Regions from separate parts of the Mus musculus genome. Here region 2 is linked to region 1. Evidence: chromatin contacts called from public promoter capture Hi-C data. All regions are on one chromosome and are shown on one strand. The core of a region is the stretch at or near the end of the contact, and the rest is flanking DNA. Distances in the headings are between cores, read along the strand shown. Region 1 holds the start of Cibar1 (CBY1 interacting BAR domain containing 1). Region 2 has its middle 38 kb from the start of Pdp1.

Region 1 (6,632 bases), core at 2,091-4,590:
TTTTGAGGATTAGACCTCTAGCTTCCATAGAGATATTCGCAGCATCAGCTTTTCTAGCTCTTACACTTGAACTGTTGTTCCATGCTGGTTATCCCGTGTTGCCTCTAAGCTGCAGATCTTGAGGTCACTTGGCCCTTATAATCACTTGGATCATTTCCTTATAATGAATTTATATATTGTACTATACACATACACAACCTGTTGGTTCTTTTCCTCGGGAGAACCATGACTCATACAAGGACCAAAGTCAAAATTCATTAGTATTAGCCAAAATGTTCTGCAGGACCTCTCCTACCCATCCCCTCATCAAATTCCACAACCACCTCCACTCCTACTTCCTCACACACAAGAAAACTCTCAGCCATGGGGTTTTCACTCATTCATGTATTCATTGATGACTTCAGCTCATCTAACATAGTAAATCTGGCTGGCTTCCTATGCTTAGGTACCATGCATTCATCTAATCACATCTTCCCTAGCAAACCTCCTACCTGGCACTCTCCCAGAGTCCTTTCTGCCTCCCTGATGTCCCACCTCCTATTTCCTGCCTAGGCCATTGGCCATCAAATTTATTATTGACAGGAGTCACATCCATACAGATACAAGATATGCAATTTTAGAGGGAGAAAAGAGCTGTCTTGGGAAAGAAGGAGACAATTTGCCTATGCTGTCCCTCTCATTGGCCTAATTTTAATCCCCCTTTCTTCTAGTTAACCCCTTCTCATTCTTCTGGTCTTAGTTGAAATGCTTCCTCTTCACTGAACTTCTTCAGTGAGGTCAAACCGAAGCTCTGTTGTAAGCACATGTTCTCTTGGTGCCATGAAGGTCCAACTGATACATGGAATAACAAACAGAAGCAACCACTCCCTGGGCCCGTGATAATTAGTGTGCAATTTTAATGTGGACCATGTAACTTGTATCAACCAATAGTACCTAGGAATCCATGATAATTAGGCAGACACTTTAAAAGCATGTGTACAATGGGACTTGCCATGTCTTGCTGGCCAGTTTAGAAAGAAGCTATCTGAAGAATCCAGGCTGACCTGGTGGAAAATAAAAGGCATGTTGCCTCAGCTGACAGGTTCCCTGCTGCATGCATGGCATGTTAGGCCACCTGTATCTGTCTACTTTATATTATCATCATAAAATACCTGTGGCTAGTGGGCTGAAGCAGTGGATCAGAAGTTATGAGGGCTTATTGCTCGTGCAGATGTTCGTTTCATTCCCAGAACCGACATGGTGGCTCACAACAGCCTGCAACTCCAGTTCCAGGGAAACCTTTCTCTGGCCTTCCTGTGCACACAAGGTGCATATAAACTCAAGAGGCATTCACATAAACATAATAAATAAATAAATAAATAAATAAATAAATAAATCTTTCAAAAATACTTCAGGCTGACAAGTGTATACAAATACATGTTGATTTGGTTCACAATTCTGGCTAGTAGCTCTGCTCTGATAGACTTCATATAGTGGATTTGGTCATGATGGTAGCAACAGGTATAGATGGAAAAAGTCACATCCAGGTGGGGTAAGACTCTGGTCTATAACCTTTCCAGAAACTAATAATAAGAGACTCAAAAAAACAAACAAACAAACAAACAAACAACCACACACACCTTAATCCCTTCCAAGAGCGGTAGTCTCCATGGCTTTTAGGCTGCTCTCTAAATGTCCACACCTCTCACCATACATTAAAGAGCAAACCAAGCCTCTGCGTCATGTACTCTTTGAGAACACTCAAACCATATTCAAATTGGCCAGTTCTGCTTCAGCCTTCAGGGTACTCAGGCACTGTTTTGCACTAGGCTGGATTGGAAAAAATGAAGAATCACCAGACAGGGTGGGTCCTGGGTCTGCAGGAACTCTGTTGGCTGGACGTTTTTCCAGAGTTACAGCTCTCTTTATTTGAGGAAAATAAGGGCTATATAAACCTTGGGTAGTGGGTAGGTATTTTTCAGGGTGAGTGTACATTATTGGTTGGTACTGAGGTACTGGGAATGCTTCATCTGCATGAAGAGGAATTCCAGGTGCTTAAGCCTGTAATGTAGCCACCAGGCTATGTGACTACCTCAATGGTGGTAGAGGTGTGGGTCACAAGGATACATGCACTACCATGGCATGCAGGCCCAGAACAAGGAGGGAGCAATTCTTACTCCTACTGGTCTTAAGATGAGCTTTTAGGGGGTGGGGTTGGACACATCTGGCTCCCTACCTCCCAATTGCAGAACTTATTTGCTCAGCACCATAGCATTTAGTGAAATTATACTGCTAGTAACAGACTCGCCACCTGGAAAGGCAGGAAAGAACCTAGCTGAACAGAACCAAAGAAGAACCATCTGTGTCGTTTACAGAATCCTAAACTGACTAGTGGAGTTGTGGAAGCCACTAGGCCTTATAATTTGTTTATACAACGAAACCTGACACGGTAGCACATTTCTGGGCTGTGTTATATGTGTTTGACTGTTTGGCTAGCTTTATCATTCCACCAAGGCTGTGAGCACTGTAAGAGCAAAGACTTTATTCTCAGAAATTATGGGCATTTGAGAAGTAGACAAAGCTTGAAGTTGGACCCCAAGTTCACTCGGAAGAGAAGACTCCCTCTCAGAAGCTAGAGGAAGGCTCTGGGTTATCTGTGACTCTTCCAATTGGGGAACCTTCATTCAGGCCCATACCTCGACTGGGTCTAACAATCTTTTTCACAAAGTAGAAACTCAGTTACCTGCAAGAGGGGGAACAGATGGCATTAAAGACCAGTAAAGATGAGGGAGTAAGCACTGGTGTGCTTTTTTTTCTGTTTCTGTTTTGTTGTTACTGTTCTTATTTTTATTGTTGTTATTGTTGTTTGTTTGTTTCTGTTTGGTTAATTTGACCAAAGTTAGAGTTACCCGAGAAGAGGGAACATTCAGAAAATGTCCCTATCAGATTGACCTGTAGGCTGTTTTCTTGATTGATGATTGACATGGAAGGGTAGACAGTATTGCCCCTGTGCAAGAGGTCCTGGGGTATATAAGAAAGTCAATCAAATAGGCCAGCCAGCAGTGTTGCTACATGGCCTCTGCTTCAATTCCTGCCTCCAGGTTCCTGCCCTGAGTTCCTTAAAGAACTGTGACTTGGGATATGTCAGCCAAAGAAATCCTTTCCTCCTCAACTTGATTTTTGTCGGGGTCTCATCACAGCTATAGAAATCTAACTTATAGAGCGGTTCTTTTCCAAAGGCAGCTTCCACGAGCCCACACGTTGTCTCATTCAACAGAGAAGCACAGGGACAAGCTTCGCATTAAGTCTGAACCCCGTTCACCTTTATTTTCCTGTACCCCTTCCGGTTGCTGGTGGGTTGGTTTTCCTCCTTCGCTCCCAGAAGCCTGGGAGGGCTAGAGAGCTGCAGGAGCTGAAGGAGGATGCTTGGTGTTCCCTCTGCCCCATGCCCTCTGGTCTCCCTTGCCCTGCTCTTGACCGCCGGGGCGCGCGCCGCGTCGCCACGGAAACGCCGGGCAGGCGGGGCGGCGCGCACTGCGCGCTCTCAGCTCCCGGTAGAAGTGGCGGCGTCGCCTGCTCCCGCGCGCCCTGGCGGCCCGGAGCCGCGCTCGTTGGGCTCCCATCCTGGGTCCCGGGCGGCGGGAAAGGCAAGATGTTGAGGCGCAATCTGGATGAGCGGTAACCGCCGGGGCCTCGTCGTGCAGGCTGCCCGAAGGAAAGGGCCGGGTGGGAGAGAGGAGCCGGGCCGAGGGCCTGGAAGCCGGTTGGGGCGGGAGGAGGCCGCACGGTCCCCGTGGCGCTCTGCAGTCCGTCCACCCGGATGAGGCGAGTGCCGGGCCGAGAGAGTCTCCCGGCCGATCGGTCCCCCTGAGCTGGGCCGGGCCCTGCCGCGGTACAGAGCCCGGGAGGCCGCAGGTGCCCAGGCCGCAGCAGCGCCGCCCCTTCTCGGCCCACCAGGCCCGGGCCCTTTCCCGGGCCTGCAAGGTTCTAGGCAGGACCAGAGCCTGCGTGAGGTCCTAGAGAAGGCGCGGGCCTCTGGAAGAGTTGGGAATGTTGCCCTTCAGGGCTTTAGGGAGGCCCGGGAATGTTTGCACGTAAAATTAACGGGGCACCTTCTTACTGTTTTAAGAACAGTGTTCTGTGTCTCCTTTTTCTAGAGATGCTCAAACAAAACAACTGCAGGATGCTGTCACAAATGTGGAGAAGCATTTTGGAGAGCTTTGCCAAATCTTTGCTGCTTATGTACGGAAAACTGCCAGGCTTCGAGACAAAGCCGACCTCCTAGTGAACGAAATCAACCTGTATGCCTCTACCGAGACACCAAATTTAAAGCAGGGTCTGAAAGACTTTGCTGATGAGTTTGCCAAACTTCAAGATTATCGCCAGGCAGAGGTATGAAGTGAGGTTCTGGTGTCATAGCCAAATTCCTACAAAGTGTGTAAAAATTGTGGACTTTTCGTTGTAACCTACCCAGCAGTGGTGAATGTACCCTTGATAAATGCCTTTCCTGTCTGTAACAGTGTGGGTTCGCTATATGGAACCTTTCTGTGACCTGATAGCTTTCAAACTAAACGTCAGGTGTGGTTGAAGTCTGAGTTTACCACTGCATTTGCCAACAGGGTAACAGGGAACATGCATCCAGAAAAGGTAACCTATATAGCAGTCGTGCAGAAGAAAAGCACCTGTATGGCCTGTGTGGGCCAAGTGCGTTTTAAAGAATGACTAGAAATGGAAATGCTGAAAATGACAAAATCACAAAGTACTAATAAATGGGCTACACGTTGCTGATTTTCCCATGGTTTGAAAGTCGAACGAAATCGGAAAGCTATGATTTATAACACAAGTGATACAGCTGAGAGGCTGGCTGTGTGTTTGCTTTGAGTGACCAGAGCTTTGCTCTTGGGAGATCTTTCTAAAATACAGTCTTTTCTTAATACTGCATAAGCGTTTTCACTTACTTCTTATAGGTACCAGTTAACATAGTTGGCTCGTTCAAATTCCATTGCTTTTTTTTTTACTTTTGTAACAAGCCCCATTGATCTTTCTTATGCTTAAAGCCTAAAACAAATTTTCACTTACTGAAAATTAAAAAGAGAAATAATCTATGAAGTTATCATCATCATGTATATAAAACTCGAATACTAATCCCCTGGGGATAACTATAAGAAAAATGTTGAGTTCTTGGCATACATTTCTTCTATAACAAGAAATACTCAGTTATACATGGTAACTGGAGATGTAATGTTTCAGAAATAGTTTTTATTCACAGATAATCCTAAAGTCCTATTTTACCAATAAGTTCCCCTTTCTAGAAAAATTTTATGCTAGTTATCAAATAGCAAAGTGGATTGATTTGCGTTTGCTCTGCTCTGTTTCCCTGCTTACCAAATGGTGGAGATGCTAATGAACATGGCAAAGGTAGGCAAGGGAAAGACAAGGGAAGCTGTTAGGACAGACACGGATAGACCTCACAGTGTGTGGTAGTAGAGCTGGTGGACATTAGACTGGCCCGAGGAGTCATAACATTGATCTTAAAATTCTGAAATTTAAATGATTATTTTTTACATTTTCCAAAACTCTTTTAAAGTGAAACATCCATATGACATCATTTCCAAACACTAAAGAACTAACATGAAATGAAATGAAATGAAATGAAATGATTAGGTAAACATTTACCATTGTAAAAAGCATTTTATTTGCTGTAAAATGTTTGTTTTAAGCAATAGATGTCATTTGCTTGCCCACCCTGGCAAAGTCTCAGTGCCTCATCATTTTCTTGTTATATGTATTGGTATAACATTTTTCCTTCAGTTCCTTTTACTAGTGTTATTAAAAGAATTGCTATTACTTTGTGATGAAAATTTAATGAGTTTGAGAAACTATTTAATTATAGATAAAAAGAGATCAGGTGTACAGTTTGGCAGATCAGCAACACTAAGCCCATTTATCTTGTTCTCTGGGCTTTGATACATTATAAGTGACTGTTTAAAACAATTCGGCTAATACAATAATTCCTAAGCTGTTTGCTCTTTAGGGTTGTGTTCCTTTAAATGTTCCTAACAACACTGTATTTTTCAGCTTTTAATTTTTCTGGGCAGTTAAGCTATATGGATTAGGGGTCCATGTCTGTAATGTCTGACAGGGTGTGCTTGAGCACATAGCAATAGCAGCTGCACTCCTTAAACCTCCTGAAAGCTGTAACTACACTGCAACTTAAGATTTCAAAACTGCTTATCTATATTGTATTGATCTCAGATTAAACAGCATAGATCTTTATTTCAGGATTTAAATTTTGGTATTTCTATGTTTCTTTTCAGTTATATTTTATATAATTTTCAATAGGTTGAAAGACTTGAAGCCAAAGTAGTTGAACCTTTGAAAGCTTATGGGACCATTGTAAAGATGAAGCGAGTAAGTCAGCCCATTTTCTTATCCACTTGGTATTATGGAAAAGGTATGAGGTTTTGTCTTTTTCATAACAAATAAAAATTAACATACAGTTATTCTTTTTATATCCTTTGAAAAAGATTTTCTTAGATCTTTAAAAATAATGAACCATTCTTACCAAGCTTGCTGAGTTTATTAATATTCTATCTAGCAATAAAAATCATTATTGTGGAAATATTTAAAATATGTGATGAATATGTTTCTAT
Region 2 (6,632 bases), core at 1,054-3,553, 240 kb after region 1:
CCCCACCCCCAAGTCCCACTTACCCTTCTGAGGTAAGAAATCTTCTTTGTGCTGCGAACTTAGTGTCTGGTGTGTCCCCTACAAACACTAAGGGACACCCTCTCTTATACCTTCAACCCTGTAGAAATACCACATATCTTAGCTACTACAGCCTCTTAGGACTTGGTGTTTGGCAACTTCAGCTCTTGTTCTCATTCACACTGCCTTGGCTGTTCTTGGCCCTTGCTGATTTTAGAGTCAATGTGCGGGTTTCCTAAGTACTAGAAATGAACACCGACAGTGTAAGCATACTCAGTTCTAGGGGCCTAAATTGAATGTCCCTCAGGGTAACCCCCGCGTTTCCTCCTCACTTCTGGGTTGCAGTTACCCATGTCTGTACGCTCACGCATCTGTTGTTGCTTGTGGTCATCCTATCCTTTTTACAGCAAAGAAATATGTCTGAGCCAATTTGTGCTTTCGCTTTTAACTTGTTAACTGAGCTTTCCTTTAGTTGTCATGGCAGAGTTCTATTTGAGCTAAATATTTCACTTCTTTGAGCCTCTTCATATTTAAAAACAAAAGCACTTTGCCCCATTTATTTTTCTGTGGTGTCACAGATTTAGTACCTGAGTGTTTTACTGCCTTATAAACTATTTTGCTCCTGAGTTATGTAGGAGAATATCTTTTTTCCTAATTGTCCCAGATTTTTTTCAGATAATCTCTTATCTTTTATGCTACCCTCCAATTTTTAGCAGAGCCTCTGATGGGTCTGAGGGTCTGGAGCTCATCAGGAAAGAGTGGACCTGATCTCTCCACCTCACCCACTAAGATGTTTGTGTCAGTGTCTTTGACAGGCTTTGGTTTCTCCAAAGTCTAAAGATCTGTGACAGACAACCCAGACCTATTGGGAAAAGCAGATGTGATATGCCCTTTCCACTTGGAAAGATAGTGTAGAAGGTTTTCCTGGTGGGTGAAAAGGACAGTACCTCAGCCTTGGCATTGTTGACAGGCCTGGGACAAAGACTGGTCTTAAGAAGACAGGATGATGAGTCCCTCTTTTGCACAACATCCCCAAAGTGGCAGGAGAAAGGCAGCTCTAAGTGACAGCTCTGGGCATCAAGAGTTGGGCAGAAGCAATGGGGAGCGAGCCTCTCACGGAGGACTTGCTTCAGTGCTTTTTTCCATGGAAGGAGCTATGCTGTTGGGCCAACATATCAGGACACCAGGGATCATCAGTGCAAGAGAGACAACACAAATGCCTTATATGGTGAGGAGTGACGGGCAAAGCCAGAAACCACGGGCAGAAACGAGACCCTTCTCTGCTTGCAGACCAAAGTCTTCCACTTTCCCTTTTTGAACTGCCTTAAATGAATTGTTTGTTGTGCTCGTGAAGGACCCGCTGGAAATGAGGCAGAGTCTCAGGATAAAGGTCCGTATGAGCACTCTGCAATTTGAATATTCAAATCCGTTCTAATGAATTTAAAATGTGTCTTTCCTGTGCCAAAGAGTTAAACAGTCCATATTACTTTTAAACTATATTTTGTAGTGGGTAGAGCATGCGAATTGAATAATTTACATTCCTGATGTTCTTTTGAGATTTTTGTCTAAGTTGAAATATTTTAATTGATTTTCCCTTATTCCTAAAGCTATGTTAATTATTGGTAAGTTTAAAAGATAAACACATTTAAAAAGAAATTGAAAAAATACAAAAACATACTGTTTCTAATAACCACAAACACTATGCTTCCCAATTTGAACCAATGAGTCAAACATAAGAATACCTATGAGAGTGCCCATATCAAGCATTGCTGTTTGGTCTATACCTGGCTTACTTAGCACAGGTTATCTTCAGCTTCCATCAACGTGGCTTATAACGGCTCCACGGCATGCTTGGTCACCACACTCCCCTCTTCAGTCAGTTCTCCAGCTCTACCCCTGCAGTTCTTCCAAAATATATGTCCAATCATATCCCCCACTCCGCTTATAACTTAATAATGGCCTCCACAGCCCCAAGATCGAGGCTTTAATGTCCCTGTGGCTCAGAGGTTCTTGATATCCTAGTGCCTGCTTCTTGCAGTCTTGTGATCACCTTGGCCTCTGTGCTCCGGACACAGGGCAGCCTGTTTCTGTGCTTAAGAGTCATTCTATATCTCCGTCTCTCTTCCTCTCTTACTGTCAGGTTGGAACTTGGTCGTTTCCTCTCAAGGCTAACTGCCTTGTCTTTCATCCACAAAGAGCATTTGGACATTTTCAGCTCTGCCAAGCTCTGGTTGCACCTGGACTAGGCAACATTGCCCCCTAGAGGACCTCTAGGTGCTCTGGCTGGGCTGACTCCTGAAATGACCTGAGACCAGAACTGAGGGTGACTCATATGGAGACTGGATCATATGCCACTGTTTCCTTGGCTATTGCTTCTGCCCCAGACTCCCTTTCTTTTGATATTTCAACCAATCTTTTAGACCTTCTCCTTGGGTCCATCCGGATCTCTTAATTTTCTTTGTATTTTCCATTATTGCTGTTTTTCTGTGTTACATTCTAATAGTTTGTTGTCTCTCATCTTTTGGTTTTCCAATCTTCCCTTCAGCCATGTGTAACTTAGAATTAAAATCTTAGGCTTGGCTATTAACTTTTGAAAGATGTAAGGATTAAACTCAATCATCTCAAGCCTGCTAAGCATAAAAAAGGCATCCTGTAGCTATACTATGACTGCACCCACAGCCTGGCTGTTACAATATTTTGAGACAGGGTGTCACAGTGTAGCCCAGGATGGCCTTGAGCTCATGGTTCAAGGTTATGCCAGCCTCCCAAGTGCTGGGATTGTTGCGTTTTTTCAAATAGTAGGATTCCGATTTAGCTCTGTTTCAATTCTGCTGTTACCTTTTAATATACAGACCCCAGATCCCTGTTAAAACTATTAAGCCTATGTTTCATTTATGTTACACAGTAAGCAGAGGTGTATAGTTTGCACATGAGAGTTTCAGTAGTGATGCCTTTTCCTGGTATCTGCTCTTTCTATGTGGTTCCTGACTGTGTCTGGTTATTGTTCATATGAAAAATAGTTTTTAGAAATAATATGAAGACTGGGGCAGGAACATGGTCATACTTAGAACATTTTGAGTATTTATTTTACTTTCTCAAAGAAAGACAGACTGCTGGATGTAGCCAATGATTTAGACGTATTTAGAATCCTGAAAACTTGACTGTATTCTCCTACAAATAGACTTCCAAACTTTGTTTGGAGGTTCTAGCAAGGGATTGAGCCTCTCATAGATCCTTGACCCAAGATGGATCTTCTATTGAGAAAGGTTTTTCTCTGCAAGCATATGTACAGCTTGTCAGGAAACACACACATGGTCTGGGAACATGGAAGAAGGGAACATATGCCTAGCCAGTCAGATTAGCTACATCACCTGCCTAATGGGATGACAGCTATCATAGCCAAATCACCTTTATACCTTGTTTATTTTCACCAGGTGCAGCCATGTGGCACTCCTTCCTTGTCCTCAGAGGATACTCCGTGACTCATAGTGCAAGCTGAATATCTGAGGTAGTGCCAAACTACAACGTCTTTCCAGTCTATCCTACAGTGTCAGAGACAGTCTATCTGTCCTTGTCTTATACACTGGTGACTCCTTTATATCATATTGCACTTTGGGGCCATTATTAAATAAAATAAGCATTAATTGAACATAAGCATGTGATATTATGATAGCTAATTTGATAACTGTGACCACTTCCAACTGATTAAACTGTTAGGAGTATATATAATGTAAATACACTGCACAAAGACCCCTCTAAGTTATGTATATGGACTTAAAGGCTTCAGAAGGCCAAACTAAAAAGAGACATCAGAACTCCTTTTAGCTCCTCCAGTGTCAAAGGGGTCAGTACAGTGGCTTGCATTACCATTGCCTTAGGGTTTTACTGCTGTGAAGAGATACCATGACTAAGGCAAGACTTACAAAGGACAACATTTAATTGGGGCTGGCAGGTTCAGAGGTTCAGTCCAGTATCATCAAGGTGGGAACATGGCAGCGTCTAGGCAAGTATGGTGCAGGAGGAGCTGAGAGGTCTACATCTTCATCTGAAGGCTGCTAGTGGAAGACTGACTTTCAGGGAGCTAGGATGAGGGTCTTAAAGCCCATACACACAGTGACACATGTACTCCAACAAGGACACACCTACCTCAACAGGACAACACCTTCTAATAGTGCCACTCCCTGGACTGAGCATATACACACCAACACAACCATCATTTACCTAGAGCAGCTCTCCTGGGCTAAGGCAGGTTGGATCTCTCTCTACTACTTGCTCTCTGATACCCCGAGAGAGTCAGCTGGAACAGATGACAGCTTCCAGCATGCATTTCTCTAGCATTTTTCTAGTTAGCCTAGCACATTTCCTAGCCTATGATATGCCCCCTGCATGTCCTTTCTCAGTTATGTTTTGATATCCTCTCACTTTACGTAGAGCAAGGTGTACAAGGGACAAGGGAAAGGAAAGTGCTGTGGTTGCCCATTTTCTACTTGATCCAGACCTCGAATTTCTCACCCAGGGTCAGACTAAATAATGAGCATTCAAAGATGTCTGCCTCCAATCCCCAGGAGCTGTGGATATACTACCATATAAGACAAAGGAGACTTCCTGTTGTGAGTATGTTAGTGATAGAAGGGTATTCTCGATCATTCAGCTTGTCCCAATATGATTGTAAGGATCCTCATTAAGATGAAGGCAGGAGACATACATCATATCAAAGAAACGAAGAGATAAGAGTGAAGCAGGAATGGCCTCCAAGCCAAGAAATGTGAGCAGCCCCTAGAAGCTGCAAAAGGTACGGATGCAGCATCTCCATTAGAGCCTCCTGGAGGAATGATGGGGCTGTCAGCTTGATTTTAGGACTCCTGACTCCTTGAACTGTGACACAATAAATACATCTTGTTTTAAGCCATTAAAGTTACAGTCATTTGTAACAACCTCAGCAGAAAAACTGAACTGGCAGGCCATCAGTCTACTGTCTGGCTCTGCTGCTAACCATTGTAGTTCCTGGAAATGCTTCTCAGATGTTCGAATTAGGTCCTCTCGATGACTGCCCTCAACAAAGGTGCTTAACAGAGGGTGGGGGTTGAGTTCCTGTTGTTTTCAGTGCCACTTTGCTGCTGCTTCTGTTTGAATGTTCTGGGTGTAACCAAGACCTCTCTGCGATGTGGGGAATGCCCTAGCTCATATAAAGTCTATATTGACCTTCTGTCAGGTAAGAAAGTCCCTTCTGCTTCCTGGTGAGAAGGCAGACCATTTTTTCCCCTCAACCACTTTATGTGAAGTGTGCATCTTCTAATGTAAAGCCAACCTAAAATATGTTGTTGTTGTTGTTGTTGTTGATGATGATGATGATGGTGGTGGTGGTGGTGGTGGTGGTGGTGCCCCTGCTGCTGGTTTGAGACAGGATCTCATTTGTCCAGGCTGCTCTTTCGCTTCCTATGCAGCTGAAGAGGACTTCAAACCCTGGTCCTCTTGCTTCTGCTTCTTCTGTTCTGAGACTCTATTCATGCACCACCACACCCAGTTTATGGGATTCTGAGGTGCAAGCCTAGGACTTCCTGCATGCTAGCAAGTGTTCTACCCACTGATCTAAATTCCCAGCCCCATCAACCAAAATTTTGAGAAAAAAGTTGAGAGAATGAGAACACCCAAATACTTAAAAATGACGGTAAGCATTCAGTCCAATACCTCAGATATCCCCCTGGGGATACCGGTAGTTTAGGCAGGCCACTGGCATGGTCCTGGGGACATACATGTAGCATGTTGTGGTAGGCAGAAGACAGGCAGCTGCTTCACTTCCTCAAGCTTCTACAGCTTGCTTAGTATGCAGGGAATGACCAATTCAAAATTCACTTCCCATGTTTCCTATTTGCCTGTATTTAGAGCCATGAGCACCCAGAAGACAGCAGTCTCTGTTCTCCAATTCACGAGACACAACAGCTCTACAGATAATTACAAGGCAGCATGGTAATTGCTATGGGACAATGATGAGACGAGTCTGTAAGTGAAGCAGGAGGAAATGGCAGATACTCATTAAGTAATGACTTAATTCACAGTCATCCTGTCAGGCATGGCGCTGAGTGTTAGATGAAGCCTTACCTTCAGAACAGGAAGAATCCGTGCAAAGACTTGGGTTTGGAGCACTAGACCACGTATGCTCACACTCCATTACTTCTCTTCCTGGGCTATCAAACGGTAATGTCTACACATATGAGTGATACATGTAGGTGTAAGGTGGGCACAAACACAGGCTTAGAAGTGATCCTATATCTTCCACTAAATATTTACAATCCAAATGTGGCTTTCTCAAATCCAGTTACGCATCAGTGGTGTGGTTGGAGTGGTGTGTGACTTGAAGCTGGGACACACTTCATGGGGAAAGCCATGAGGTTCAAACACTGCCCACCGTGGGAGCCTGCCTACCTGGTCATGCTCTGGCTTGGAGTTCTTTGTGTTTCTAAGTAGCTGAGTACAGTCATACTCTAGTGCTTCCAAGCATCTTTATTTTTCCATGTTGAAGCTTAGTTTACTTCTCAAGCAGAACTTTATTCTATAGTAGAAAAGCCAATCTTGGCACTTCAAGCTAATTCCTTCTAAATCATTCACACGTAGAG

Evidence for each region. Promoter capture Hi-C pulls out the DNA fragments that hold promoters and counts their contacts.
Region 2: a promoter capture Hi-C map of the HPC-7 cell line shows a contact between it and region 1, with 3 times the contacts expected there. The contact joins the enhancer-like site here to the promoter of Cibar1 in region 1. A contact is called at or near these places in 9 of 39 promoter capture datasets (the 3T3-L1 cell line, 3T3-L1-derived adipocytes, the C10 cell line and 3 more), 1 of 15 datasets of contacts at CTCF or cohesin (the NIH/3T3 cell line), 3 of 484 Hi-C or Micro-C datasets (the C10 cell line, embryonic fibroblasts and nephron progenitors), 1 of 115 datasets of contacts at active chromatin or transcription factors (cardiomyocytes) and 2 of 9 other capture datasets (adipose tissue and pancreatic islet).

Annotation. Positions count from the first base shown.
Region 1 is chr4:12,168,723-12,175,354 of GRCm38.p6, reverse strand. It overlaps Cibar1 (CBY1 interacting BAR domain containing 1), which reads left to right and starts at 3,340. Exons shown (of 9, transcript NM_026558.5): 1 at 3,340-3,657; 2 at 4,137-4,371; 3 at 6,322-6,390. The coding sequence starts at 3,425. It overlaps Gm46846 (a long non-coding RNA gene), which reads right to left and starts at 1,322. Exons shown (of 2, transcript XR_001784247.2): 1 at 1-1,322.
Region 2 is chr4:11,925,227-11,931,858 of GRCm38.p6, reverse strand. No RefSeq gene overlaps it. Among named protein-coding and RNA genes, the nearest start is that of Pdp1, 38 kb to the left of the region's middle. Within about 2 kb of position 2,303, at least 15 of the 459 cell types and tissues checked have an H3K27ac peak or open chromatin away from gene starts, as enhancers often do. A contact at or near this core is called in the HPC-7 cell line, where this site is marked.